Regions from separate parts of the Neogale vison genome. Here region 1 is linked to region 2. Evidence: chromatin contacts called from public Hi-C data. All regions are on one chromosome and are shown on one strand. Each heading gives the region's core, a stretch centred on a gene start, on an enhancer-like site or on the middle of the called end of the contact. The rest is flanking DNA. Distances are from core to core; before and after follow the strand shown.

Region 1 (2,700 bases), core at 192-2,691, 160 kb before region 2:
GTCTCTGACAAATAAATAAATAAAATCTTAAAAAAAAAAAAGGCACTATGGTTCAACTTTTCCCTCCAAAATAGATTCTCTTAACACCCATTTAATTAATTTAAAAATCTGGTGTCAGTAACCCTTTTTTTTAAAATTAAGGAAAAAAGTAAAATGACGCTTTTGTTGACTTTACATTACCATAGAAGGTGGAAAATAGTGTAAGGTGCACTACTTATTCAGAGCATAACAATATTCGTGGTTTCACTTTTGTATGGCACTTGAATTAACTTCTGGAGAAAAGTAAACCCTGCCAGACTCCAGCAGAGGGAGAGACGTTTGCATGAAACCTATCAAGTACTGACCAGAAAAACACTTTGCTCTTCAAGTTCCTGATCTAAATTACTTTCTTTGTAAACTTCCAATCTGATTCCTGGCCTTAACAATAACAACAAAAAGCTCCATCAAAAGCTGCAATGCACCGAATCCGTCTCCACTGTAATGGTAGGTTTAAAACCCCTCTCTAGGGCAACGGATGAGCAAGTTCGACATAAATACCAGTAACACGTCGCCTCGGTACCTACAGCAGCGTCCCAATAAAAATCCTTAATTCTTGCTAAGGAAAACTGGAAACCAGATCTGCCATCAACATCGTCAAATCCCTCCTCTTTGGCTCCAGACGGAAAACGTACCTGTGGAGTATCCGCTGCGCAAGCAAATACTGCACAGCTCCAACCCCGTGTCCTCTATCCCTTTTGTGTTTCCTCCCAGCCCTCCTTCCCTTTCCAAGCCGAACTTGAGCAGAGCATTTGGCTCCCTTATCTGCCAGCAACTGGCGCCAGGAGGAACGCGCTCCCGGGAGATGCGGAGCTCGGAGGCTGAGCGCTGCGTCTGGCGCGCTGCGGCCGCTCGGCTCTAGCAGGTACTCCCTGGCTCGCGCCTCTGCCGCCCCGAGGGGCCCCTCGCTGGAGCCAGGTCCCCGCTCGGGGCATTCCCGCGGCCAGCTGTCGTGCCAGATTTGCTATACCTGCTTCCTGCCCCTCACCCCCGAACGAACTGCACTCCCGTCCCGCCAGGGCAAGTCCGGAAGCCTCAAGGCAATTCCGGGCTCCTTCGCCCCAGAAAGCACGGCTCCGGACGCACACTTGCCAGTCAGGTCCAACCCCCTTCCCTGCCAGCCACCCCTCAGGGCCATTCCCCCGCCGGGGCCTGCGTGGGTCCAGTACCATTCTCTTCACGGGGCGGACTCCGGAAGGGCAGCAACTCCACCTCCTCCTCCTCCGCGGCCTGTAGCCATCTATTGGGAAGCGTCTCCGAAGGCGGCAGCAGAGGCCGCCGAACAAGGACAGCCCAGGGAAACCTTCTCAGAACTAACTCAGCTCCGGCGCTAGCAGCAGAAGCTGAGTCTTTCATAATTGTGCGACCAACTCCTCCGGGTGACTGGCCACAGGGACGCGCCCGCGCCCGCCTCCGCCGGCGACGGGGCTGGAGACAGACCACGTGAGGGGCGCGTCGTGTGCGTCGCCGCCCGCGGGCTGGGTCACGTGAAGGGCGCGCGCTCCCTCCCGTCCAGGCCGCTTCCCTCCGTGCCGCGCGCACGCGCCGGGCACGGGCGCCTCCGCCTACCGCTCCGGGTTTCCCGTGGAGGGTCGGGTGATTACTCGGGGTCTCCATTGGCTACCTGGGCGGGCCTCGCACCGACATGTGTCCCCCCCAACCCCCGGGAATGGAACTCGAGGGAGCTATAGTGAAGGCTTAAGGTTCCGGGCCTCTGGGATCCAGACTGGAGCTGCGGCGTGGTCCCATCTCCGCTAGCCGGGCCTGGCCGCCGTCCGCTACACCAACTGGGCCTGGCCCCTGCCTACGCTGTCCTGCGGCGTTTCCCAGCCTCTTCTCTGTGCGTTAGCGAGAAGTCTTACTCTCCTCGTCCAAAGTGCCACATCATCTTCTCACCCCAGATCACGTTCTTCCTCCAACTTCCTCTGTTTCTGCCAGAAAAAAATTCTCCCACATTTAACTGTGGGCTCCATCCTTTCCTTCCAGAGATGTCCCCCCCCCCCCCAGACAACGCATACACCACCCGCCTTAATCAAAGGCTGCGGATTGTTCCCGGGCCTAATAACAGCCTCTCTGCTTTTTGTTTTCCTTCGCTAAGCCCGGGTTTGACTAACAGCGTTACGTTACTAACTTGTTTTTCGCATAAGAGCTTTCTGCTCCCAAGGAAGAAGTTTGTCGGTCTGACCCTCTATTACCTGGCTCTATCGCAGCCCTTTTTTAAACACAGCTTTATCGAGGAATAACTGATTTACAAGAACCGTCACATATTTAAATGTGCAATTTCACAAGTGTCGACGTGGGTATACACTACCGAAATCACCATGATCGAGATAGTGAACATGTTCATCACCCCCCACGTTTCGTCCCTTCCTTCATAATCCCTCCATCCTGTTCCTCCCCATTCCCATCCCTTAGCAGTCACTGATCTGCCTTCTGTCAATATAGATTAGTTTGCATATTTCAGGGATTTATATAATGGAATCATACAGTGTGTACTTTTTGTTGTTTTTCTTTGGGCGTAATGTTATGACCCACAGTTCAGTGAAATAGGATCTTCTCTCCAACAAAACTAATCTGCGCATTGCTTTACCTGACAAGCTTGGGCCATGCTTATGAACAGTCTTCAAGTATTCTGTATTCCTTCCCCATCTGGCGGGTCCAGCA
Region 2 (2,700 bases), core at 193-2,692:
GCTACTCAAAGTCTTGATTTGGAGGCTTTAAAGAAGTCAATAAATGGCAGTTCTTACCCCCTTCGTGTTCAGAAGCTTTTGAGAAACAGACCACACGAATTAGGCATATTGAGAGAAAAATGTTAGCTTTGATGGAAGCGAGGCCAAAATGGAGGAGTCACATGCCAGGGCTTATGACCACACTTTCTAATACTCTACCCTAGACTTCTGGGGAGGCAGGGGTGGGTGTTCATGTGTGTGTTTGGGACTCAGGGTGGGGATGCTCTTGTCTGGTAGGCAGGCTGCTCCCAGGACAAGGTGCCACAGTCAGATAAGTCAGTCCTTCCTTGGGGAGAACTAGGGAAGGTTACTTAATAGTGGGAAGGCAAATGCTCTTCATAATTTTTAAGAAGTGGAAGTTTCTATTATATGGAGCTGGGAGAAGGAGAAAATGGCTTCTCCAAGTAATGATGCCCCTAGCACTATGTAAGAACAACTGATGCAATTAATTCTGTTATATGATCTAGGTACTGAATTTTTAAAGACTTGACTCTCATTAGTACATTAGTATGGCTTCAGGCCTCAACATAACACTCACTTCTTTGGTATGCCACTTTTATTTCCTTTTTTTTTTTTTTAAGATTTTATTTATTCATATGACAGAGAGAGAGATCACAAGTAGGCAGAGAGACATGCAGAGAGAGAGAGGAAGGGAAGCAGGCTCCCTGCTGAGCAGAGAGCCCGATGGATGATGCGGGAGCTTGATCCCAGGACCCTGAGATCATGACCTGAGCTGAAGGCAGAGGCTTTAACCCACTGAGCCACCCAGGTGCCCCACTTTTGTTTCCTTTAACTAGATTCATTTCTGATCCCTTGATCATTTTCTACAATGCTCTGGACCAGGGTCTGCTTGAATATTGAGACAGTTCCCATGGTTTCCTTCTGAGAAGATTCCTGCTTATCAAATCTAGACCCTATCTCTCTTTTTTGTCTGGGATTGGGTAGACTATTGGGAAAAGTCCTTACAGAGATTTCCTGAGAACTGGAGTTTTAAAACAAGGGTCTGTGGGAAAATATTCTCCAACTACAGAAAGAATTCTGTTTTTGCCTCTACTTATTTCTTAAGTTCTTTGGGGAAAAGAAAGTATTATAGGTCAAATCTTTTTACAAGTGCCACTGGACTGTCCAAATACGTGGTATGGATTAGAATTTTGATTCATTGACTATGACTTAAATTAGGTGAGATACAAGCTGGGCTGCGGAGGACTCTCTTAGAGGTTTTCATTACAAAGGTACTTGTAGAGGAATTTACCTGGTAAAAACCAAATCTTTTCCAGCTAATGTTTTTACCAGACTGACTCAGACTGGGGAGCAGGAGTGGGAAAACACTGTGGACACAGCCTGCTGGCTAGCGGTCAAGGCAGAGGAAAGAAAATACAGGCAAAGGTCTGTGTGAAATATGAATCTGAGTCACGGAGGGAGAGGAAGAAAATAGCATGTGTCATTCTGAAAAAGCTCCTCTTAGGGCAGTTTCTTTTGGCTACAATCGCTGCCTCTCCCCAGGAGAGAGTCACAGGGCCTCTCTTGGCTCTTCCTGCCACATTTTCAGACTTAAAAGGAAGCCACCTTCATGCATATTTCCTCTTCCTCCCAAGAAAGAAAATTTAGAGTCCTGGTCTTTAAAGAACCTGGGTCAAGTTTTCAATGAGCTCAGAAGGCCCTGCCTTGGGGGGTTGGAAATGGCTGCAGTCACTCTGGGACTTGCTCCTCTGGTGACCCCTTGAGTATGAGAGTGGAACTGTGTTCTTTAAAGTTGACTAAATCCTCACCATTGCAGTCCCCAGAACTCCACCCAGTATGTCTCCTTTTCTAGGCCTTGCCTCAGCCTGGAGAGTTTCCTGAACAATTTCTGGGCATTCCCAAGCCTTCCCTCTTGAAATTTTTCTCTGCTCACTCTCTATAGGGCCTCATTAAGGTATTAATTTTTCTAAACAGATTTCTCTTTCCATTTCTGTATGCATCCCTGGTCACTAAGTCACAGAAAGATCCTATAGCAAGACTGTCAATCAGTAATGGACAAGCATTTCTGAAATTCATTTAACAATTTTACAGTGTTATTGAAATAGTTTACATATCTTAAAAATCCACCCATTGTAAGTATACGGCTGATAGTTCTTAGTAAATTTATAGTGCTGTGCAACCACTGTTACTATCTAGACTTAGACATGTCCAAAACCCCATAAGGGCCCTTCATAAGTATTTGCAGTCTATCCTCAATTTCACCTCCAGTTTCAGACAACTATTTTTCTGATTTCTGTTTCTAAATATTTAACCTTTCTGGTCATATCATACACATGGAATCATATAATATATATATATATATTTTAAACTAGCCTCTTTCACTTGGCATACTGTTCTCAAGGTTCATCCATGTTGTAGTATGAATCAGTGCTTCATTCCTTTTTATAGCTGAAAATAGTCCATTACATGGACATATGACCTTGTTTACCCACTTGTCAATTGATGGACATTTGGGTTGTTTCCAGCTTTTGGTTATTATGAATAACCAAATTGCCGTGAATGTTTATATACAGGTCTTCTTGTGAACATACGTTTTCATTTCTCTTGGGTAAATACCTAGTAGTAGAATTTCTAGGTCATATGGCAAATTTGTTTACCTTTTAAAAAAAACTACCAAGCTGTTATACAGTGTGGCTTCTT

The links. Hi-C and Micro-C count contacts between places; a contact is called where the count stands out from the background.
Region 1: a contact with region 2 is called in a Hi-C map of fibroblasts, with 5 times the contacts expected there. The contact joins the promoter of TRPM7 here to the enhancer-like site in region 2.

What each region holds. Positions count from the first base shown.
Region 1 is chr13:77,529,674-77,532,373 of ASM_NN_V1, reverse strand. It overlaps TRPM7 (transient receptor potential cation channel subfamily M member 7), which reads right to left and starts at 1,441. Exons shown (of 38, transcript XM_044229494.1): 1 at 1,206-1,441. The coding sequence starts at 1,208.
Region 2 is chr13:77,368,698-77,371,397 of ASM_NN_V1, reverse strand. No RefSeq gene overlaps it. Among named protein-coding and RNA genes, the nearest start is that of AP4E1, 18 kb to the right of the region's middle. Within about 2 kb of position 1,442, the one cell type or tissue checked has open chromatin away from gene starts, as enhancers often do. A contact at or near this core is called in fibroblasts, where this site is marked.